Linked DNA regions of Rattus norvegicus: region 2 is linked to region 1. The links are chromatin contacts, called in public Hi-C maps. All regions are on one chromosome and are shown on one strand. Each heading gives the region's core, a stretch centred on a gene start, on an enhancer-like site or on the middle of the called end of the contact. The rest is flanking DNA. Distances are from core to core; before and after follow the strand shown. Region 1 overlaps Poc1b (POC1 centriolar protein B). Region 2 has its middle 190 kb from the start of Cs-ps1.

Region 1 (3,989 bases), core at 561-3,060:
TATGTTTTACTGTAACTTGCCTTTTTATTTCATATAAAAAAAAAACCCTGAGATGTATGTATAACGTGACCTGACCTACTTATATAGTGTGCAGAGCTGTGTTCTCCTCGACTTCACTGCCGTGTGGTGTCTCAGTGACTTTACCTCACAGCCAGTCTCTACAGTATAGCTTAGCGTTGGTTACAAAGTGCTATGCGCACTGCTGACAATATGGAGGAGCACTCTGGTGTTTGCAATGGTGTTTCTTACCGTTTCCACTTTTCCCTCGGATAATGAGTTTATGAAGGCAAGCCCATTAGCCATTAGGGTCTCACGTCTGTAGATGTTTTCATGGAATTTCTGTTTTCTACATTTCCGTGGATAAGCTTGTGTATAGATTTTAGATATCCGCCCGTTCCTGTATTCAACATCGTAATGATCCTCATGGCGGCACAACTCTCCCACAGCAGCTGTGATCACAAGTGCCTTTCCCCTCGCTGGCAGCTTCTGCTTTTCTGGTTTTTCAGATGCTCTTCTCCACCTCTGGTTGAACAATGACTGTAGTTGTTTACTCTTGCTGGTCTTACTGGTTGTTCATCACATTTGGGTTCCGCTCACCTCCTGCCATCCCCTCCTAGCTGGGATCTGTGTTCCTTGCCAGTTTTTAAAACGGTCCATCATCCGTGCTGTAGACTGATGCCATTGAATCTTACTATTGGTTTCTTCTTACTATTTGGCCTGCTTCCAAGCCATCCACAGTATAGCTTTGTTTACCTGAAACTTTCATGTCAATGATGTCTTAAAATTTCACATGCATTCCTGGCGGATTTTCTTCAGTTTTATAGTATTACACATGCCCTTCTAATACTATCTGTATTTTAAGTTCATGTTGAAATCCATTTGGGTTTGTGCGTTGAGTGGGGTTAACAGTGTCCTTTGGTTCTCTTAGTGGGGCTGGGGACTCAGAAGTAGATTCTGCTTAGTTCTCCATTGGTAATCACTGCGTTTTTTAAATGAAAGTTTATAATTTCCTCTCTGGTTCTTACATCTTAACATTCTATTTCTTCTTGTTTTAATGTACTGGCTAGGATATTTTCTGCATTTCTTGAGGTGGGTCTTTCTATTTTAATATTCCTCTGTAGGTGAATTACATTGCTTTTAAAATATGAAAATGACCATTTCTTGCCTAAGTTCAACATTGTCAATATCATAAATGTTGGTAGGGTTAGTGAATTCATATTTTGCCAATATTTGTGTCTTTATCAATGAGTACATGCATTATTTTTAGAATATATTATAAATACTCTGTGGTTCTTTAGTATCGGTCCCTTATGAGAAAAGATATCACATTAACTTGTTTTACGTGTGCACACAGATCAATCCAAAACTTGAGGTAATGGACTTGCACAGTTCTTCTCCCCCAGTTGTGGATGTCCTTTCTTTTGATTCAACCACAGTAAGTCATTTTTCTTTAACTTAAGCATTGTTAAACCATTTATCACAGTCTATTTCCTGTAAGAGTCAGGAATAAAATGTGAACTCTGGCAACCTAACATTTCAGCACAGCAAAGTCATTTCTAAGTTTCTAAAAAACCACCAGGGGGAGCAGCAACCATTTCCAGAACAGTTTTACCTTTGAAGACATTAAACTCCGTCTAATTCACCCTCCCTACTTAATTCCTTGCTACCCTGCTACCCTGTCCCCTGCCTCCTGCCTTCCTCCCTCTGCCCCTCTCGCCCCCCACTTGCTCCCTGCTGTCTTCTCCCTGTTCCCTGCCCCCTACTTCCTGCCTACCCTGTTGCCTGCTCCCCCTGGCCTCCACCCGCTGGCCCCTGTCCTCTGCTCGCTGTGCCCTGCTCCCTGCCCTGGGCCCCTACACTGCTGTCACAGAGCAGGCTCTGCTCCACTGCTCGAAGATGGCAATTCCTCCGCTCTGTTTTGTTATTCCCAATGGGTTGTCCAGAAATGAAGTATCCCTAATACTTAGATTTATGTTTATAAAAGTTATCTGTGTGTTTTATAGTTTGAGCATCTGAAGGCTTCAGAAACAACTTGAGCCTTTTACCTTCTGAGTTGCCCTCTCTTCTACACCAATCACAGTAACCTGATGATTAGTGCAAGCCCTGCTCGAAGAGCAGGAAGAACAGCGCTGCCTTTGACAGCATTGCTGCTAAGCTGTCCATTTAGTTCAGTATTGTGGGTAAAACTTTAAAGAAACACAGCCTGACATATCGACTCTAGCAGATGCCAAGAAGAGTATCTGGTGCAAAGGAGTTCTGCCTGCACTGAGGAAGTGCTCCAGTTCTCCAGTTATGAAGTGTCCTTTCATCGTTAGTTAATGTTCTTCTCTGAGAAGATGCAGTGACAAGAGCCACACAGCAGCAAGCAGGCGCTCACTGTGAAAGGGAAGGCGTGAGTCTGGTGGAGCTGATCTGTGCTTACTGTGCTCACATCTATAACCCAGCAGCATTTCCGCACGAAGGAGCGACTTGTGCAGTGGAATTTAACTAAACGTTAACCAGCTATCTGAAACTTGGCACAGAGCTTTGCCGTAGTTAGTCTTCAATGAATTTGACACAGCCCATGACATTGACCTTATATATTCCAGTGAGCTGACTTTGTATCCTGGAGATAGGCAGCTTGTGACCTAACTAGCAGGCTAAAATTTAGTGCTCCTGACCTAGAAACTATCTCAGGGTTTTTGTTCTACTTTTTGAGACATACTCTCCCTGCCAAGTACCCTTTAAGCTTTGCAAAGACTCATGACTTGGGGCTGGAGAGATAGCTCATCAGTTAAGAGCACTGACTGCTCTTCTAAACGTCATGAGTTCAATTCCTAGCAACCACCTGGTGGCTCACAACACTCTGTAATGGGATTGATGCCCTCTTCTGGTGTGTTTGAAAATAGCTACAGTGTATTCAAAAAGCAAAAAAATAAACAAACAAGCAAACACACAAAAACTTCCCGACTTGAAGACTCTAAGTGTTCTCAAGAGTTTGCTATGAAGGTGGGCTTGTCACCAGCTAGAACAAAAGGGTACTTATCCCTTGAAGATAACCCAGGGGAACCAGAGTCAGCTAGTTTATGTGGTATGCGTGGGACTTTGATGTAGGAGTGTCATCCACAAGAGGGGAGCACTCCATAAAACAGTCAGTTGTCCACAAGAAGGGAGCACTGGCCTGAGAAATGTGAAAATGCCTTTTTGAAACAGAGCCAGTCGAATATCAGTGACTTCACTTTACAAGAAAGATTCTAAGGGATGATTTTAAAAGTAGCCATGCCAAGCACCATGGCACATTCTAATTTAGAATTCAGAAGTCAGGGGCAGGAGGTTTTGCGTTTGAGGCTATCTGAACTATATAGTAAAGACTTGGAGAGACAAAGGGCTGGGAACGTGTGTCTATAGCAGTTTGCCCAGCACACAGAAGCTACACTAAAGTGAGTCTTAGCGGCCCTCTCGTGTCTCCCTGTGGAGAGGAAGTTAGGCATGCAGTGTAACGGTGGCATCTTTGTGGCTTGCACTTCTGTCTCTGATGCCTGACAGAAATTTTGATATAATATTTGCCCATCAAAATCAGTTGTTACCAATCTGTATTTTTAAAGCACAGTTGCTCCCACCCCCCAGGTGTTTCTCTGCAAAAGGTTAGTATTGGCTACCATATACTATATACCATATACCATATACCATATAGACATGGTTTTAAACTGTTTATCTTCTCAAATACCTTAATTTTATTTTGATTCATTCAAGTCACCTATATAATTTTTTGGCTTTTTAAAGAATTTTTTCTTTAGGGTTCTGGTTGAGTCTTAATATTTTCACAGAAATGGGCCATGGGTCTGCCATCAAATTTTGAGTCAGAGATGGGTAGGAATAGCCCAGCAGTTGAGGTTTTGCTAGCATGCTTGAAACCCTGAGCTCCATCGCTAACCTGGGAGGAGATTATTCATAGCCATTTAGCATCTACCATCTACGATGTGGCTGCACAGGTAGGGTGTTCCAGAGTC
Region 2 (4,464 bases), core at 524-3,023, 420 kb after region 1:
ATGGCATCCATTGATGCTGTGGTAAGGAGCAATTCCACAGTATTCTCACAGTATTGCTATATGTGACAGACAGACAGACAGACAGACAGACAGACAGATAGATATGCATAAAAACTGCACAACACAGGCCCATGCTCGCTAATAGTAACTATCATAATAATAATTTAAGAAAAACACCTCCATTTCTTTTTAAAAAAGGTTTCTTGAGAGATTGTTTAGAGGTGGTACACATCACAGTGCCCACCCCCCTACCCCTACTCCCCCCCCCCCCCCCGTGGAAGTCAGAGAACAGGCTGCAACACACGTTTCTCTTCTTTTTAGGCTAGAATTTAGGTCACGGAGCTTGGCCAAGCAAGTGGTTTTTCTACCCTCTGAACCGTCTTGCTAGTCTTAAGATATTCTTCGCCCCAGGAATCATTTTGGATGTGTGGACCAACTGTCCTTCCATTAATTATAAAGATGAGCTTTGAGTCATTTGTCCTTGGTGTTGGTTTTAAAAGGAAAAGATCCCAGCTCCTATCTAGCTAGGCATCTTTGAGGGAGGGTGACGTATTTTACTTCCCAGCTCTGACCTCATGTCTATGAAATTTGCACGCATGATGTGAAATGACCTTTGATTTTATTGAGCTCTTGGGCAGAGTTACCCACCTCCTTTGCAGGGTGATGAAGCTAGACAGCTGCTTGGCTGGGATAAGGTGAAGTTGTAGATAGCACGCAACTCCTTCCTACCTCTAACGAGAAACCCTTCCAGCAGGCACCGAAGACTCCCGGGCATTTTGCTCCACTCTGGCTTTTCAAGGATCTATTGGCACATTCTCTTCCTGCTTGGTAATTAAGACCAGCTGTCTCCATTTGAAAGGAAGGAATCCCTTTAAAGTCCTCTCCATCCTCTCTAAAATGTGCTACTGAAACATGCTAATTAGTAACTGGACTTAGGACAACACAGACATGTGTTTCCTGTGAGGCTGGAGAAAGAAGAGGAGGAGGAAGAGGAGGAGGAGGAGGAGGCGGTGGCATAGGAACATCTGCTTAGTTGCATATGTGTGTATGTGTTTTAATTTTCAAAATGACATTTTAAAGGAGAATCTTTCTACTTAAGTGTGATCAGTAACCAGGATTGACGGCCCCGGGAGGGGGGAGGGGAGCAATATATTGACTTCTCCGTCTCCCTTAAGCTCACTACTTAAACTCCCCAGTATCCCTCCTCCATCAGCACCGCAGGCTCCCCCTAGCTCATCGAATTAACCGGCCTGCCTTTCACCGTCATATCAGGAATCACTGGACTTCAGAGATGTAAAAAAGAAAAAAAGTTCTCTTTTCTTTGATGACCCCATTCTGTAGTAAACTGATAGCCAAGTGGCTTTGTTACAGTTAGCACACTGGGGGATTTGACAAGAAGGCGCAGTGGTGAAAGGTGGCATTGTGTTAAAAGTCCTTCGCTAAAACTGGGGGAGCCACTGCTTCCCCACCATAAACCGCGATTGTGTGAAAAATCTGTGCTCTTACCAATAATTCCTAGTGTCGGTTGGAGGTTTTAACCTCGCTGGTGATCACTGCCTGGAGGCAGGAACTACTCAGGATGCTGGAAAAGGGGCTGCTTGACTGGTTTGCTTTACAGGGAATAGTGTGGGGGTTTACTTAAGTGGATATGGAAAGCTGGGGGTTGGGGAGGCTGCTTGGGAAAAGAGTGGGCCGCATCTTTCACCTCTAAGATCATTCTCCTGGGGCAGTCGGGCCCAGAGCCTGCCCCAGAATTCCGGCTACTGTCTCGGCTATGCCTCTGAACATCTCAGAGGCGCCTGCTGCTGGAATGTTTTGCGTTTCTGTTGACCTCACCATTGTGTTTCACCAGCTCACAGTTTCAAGTCTTACTGTGGGAGTCTGATAGATTAACAGTCCCTATGGCCAGACTCTACTGTAGGATGGAGAAAGGTCTATTGTTTATGGGAGGTATCGTTTAGGGGGTACACTAACTAGGGGGTACTACTGTTCCCCGCTCCCTTCACTCCCCCACAACAAACTATACAAAGCAGTGAAAATAAAATTTTCCGTGAAGTAATTATACTGTTTTTAGTAAGAAAATATGATCAATAGCTACCACGTAGCTGTATGTTATATCTCTAAGTTACAGAAGTGGAATGCTGCGTGTCCAATGTCCATCACTTATGAGGTCGATAAGGCCTTGCAAAGTCTAGAAACAGAGAGAGCCCACCTGGCCACCGGCCTTCCTCTTAGATTCCAGCCAACATCTGGGAGTCTTCTGCTGAACCCCAGTAAGTTACAAGACTCGGAGGAGAAGCAAGCCTCGTTCCAACATTCTGGATCTCTTGTGCAAGGACCTATCTTAGCGTTCTGGTCACCTATTTTGATAGACCTATTTTGATTGGCTGCCTTGTGCTGCTACGGATGTCCCTAGGTTTTGGAGCTTTGGCTCAGCTGTGATTTCATAGAATAGCTAGTTAAGAGCGACAGAATTGCTGGTTTTCCCCCTAGATGTTGGCTCTTCTATCGGCCACATGCCTTTCTACTTGGACTCTTGGACGCTATTATAACAACAGGCATTTTCATAGTCTCTCTTTCTCCTTGCCTCAACCATCAACTCTAGATAGAAGCAAAGGAATGAGAGGAAAAAAAATATAAATGTGTGTGAGGTATTTCTTTGGCAAGGAGAGCAGATCAGGTCTCTAACCCCAGCATCTGCTCTCCAGCTGGGCCTCCTTCCTGGTCTCCATTACTTTCACCATCAAACTCAAACCACCAGCTAGCAATTCGCACAGGTGCACCTGCGCTCCTCTGAACGCCGCCCGCCCGCCCGGGGTGCTCTTTTTCTCTGCTTCAGCTTCTAGCTTCCAGCTTTATTTGTTTACTTTCAATCTCCCTGACAAACGGTACCTAATCCTCTTCTATCTAGTCCTAAACGTTTGCAAAGCTCAGAGTTTGGGAATATTTCTCATATTTCTAAATGTTTAAAGTATTTCCATGAAGCTAACATAGAAGGGACAAGAGAAGGGGGCGGGTCAGAGAAGGTAAGTGACGCTGGAACTAAGACAGATTAATGCGAAAGAAAGACAGCTTGCTTGGAATGAGCTGTGCTCCACTTCTGGGTTTATAATAAAATACATAACCTCCATCTTTTGATTAAAAACCAAGCCACTTTTAAAATGCTTTATAAAGCTAAGTTTAGATTCTAGATTTCTTAGACTCTAGAATTTAGCATCAGCGTGTTAGAGCCCAGGAGAGCATAGCTAATATTCACTAGCCTTCACTTTCTACCCCATCTTTTCACAGTCCCTCAAAAGGATTTCCATGTGGATCTGTGGACATTCAACCTGCACCTCCAGGGGCCATTCATATCACATCCCTGTACAGGTCATTCTTTAACAGCAGACATCATCTCATTTCACTCTTACTAGGTTATATTTGAGATAGAGGTCTTAGGACATTCAGCACAGGGCCTCAGGCTACTGAAGTGGGAACTTCTGGTGTCCTGGATTAGTGAGTGGGATCTATGGTAGGACAGGTGGTAGTCTGAAGGAGGCATGACCTCTTGGCTCTGTAGCTTCCTCAGCTGTTGAAGAGGACACGGAAGTAGAGTTCCTGGGGCTGAGGCACTCTTGCTGGGGCTAATGATAATGAGGTTCATTATCATTCAACCAGGTTTCTCTTCCTCCGAGATATCTAATGGAGTCGAACTCATTCCTCAAGCAGCATGGTCTGTTGGGTCTCCTGCCAGGAAATCTTAATTCTCCTACTACGGAACTCGTTTGTCCTAAAAAAGCAACAGCGAAAGACCAGAAGTGCCTAAAGCACTGTGCACTCTGTTTCCTTTTAGGAATATCAAGAGATTCGGAAAAGTTAATATGTGCAGAAATGTAGGTGACTAAGCCGTATCAAAAGAAGTATTAAGTACTATAACTGTGCACTCACACGGCACCTTGTTCTTACTCAGAAAGTCTCTGTATTGCTCTACTCTGTGCTTCCTTAGCTCTGTCTTGTTCAGTAATATAATGCAAGTACTTAATTTTATTTTCTACTCTGAGCACAAAACCCAATGTACGTTACTTAGTAGGTGCTCATTAAATAGATGTGGGATAGATAAACCACCTTTTGGCAGCCGGAATTGGTTACTGCAAATGTTTGTGGTATGGTCTGTGCACACCGATAAGGAAAATGCCTGGGGCTGAGCTCTGTGTTGTAGAACCTTCCAGCTCCAGGCTCTTAGTTAGATGGAGAAGGTAGAAGCAACCACGAACCATGTCACTGAGTAGCAACGAGAGGAAATATTCAAGTGGTATTTCCAAGGATTCATTACAAGATACTGACTCTGTGTCATGACAAAATTTGTCTCATCCACAACATCCTGTTATGGGATGTCGTATATGTGTTCTTAGGAGCGGATGAACGTGTGGACTGCTTCTCCAAGGGTTTTGTGACCGTGTATTTTCTCAGCATCTTTTATCTGAG

Evidence for each region. A called contact is a pair of places that touch in the nucleus more often than the background predicts.
Region 2: a Hi-C map of Schwann cells shows a contact between it and region 1, with 6 times the contacts expected there. The contact joins two enhancer-like sites. A contact is called at or near these places in 10 of 12 Hi-C or Micro-C datasets (the A7r5 cell line, the Rat2 cell line, Schwann cells and 6 more) and 1 of 1 datasets of contacts at active chromatin or transcription factors (oligodendrocytes).

The regions. Positions count from the first base shown.
Region 1 is chr7:35,874,756-35,878,744 of GRCr8, forward strand. Poc1b (POC1 centriolar protein B) reads left to right here. Exons shown (of 12, transcript NM_001398583.1): 10 at 1,355-1,435. Among named protein-coding and RNA genes, the nearest start is that of Galnt4, 65 kb to the left of the region's middle. Within about 2 kb of position 1,811, at least 8 of the 93 cell types and tissues checked have an H3K27ac peak or open chromatin away from gene starts, as enhancers often do. A contact at or near this core is called in Schwann cells, where this site is marked.
Region 2 is chr7:36,297,093-36,301,556 of GRCr8, forward strand. No RefSeq gene overlaps it. Among named protein-coding and RNA genes, the nearest start is that of Cs-ps1, 190 kb to the right of the region's middle. Within about 2 kb of position 1,774, at least 2 of the 93 cell types and tissues checked have an H3K27ac peak or open chromatin away from gene starts, as enhancers often do. A contact at or near this core is called in Schwann cells, where this site is marked.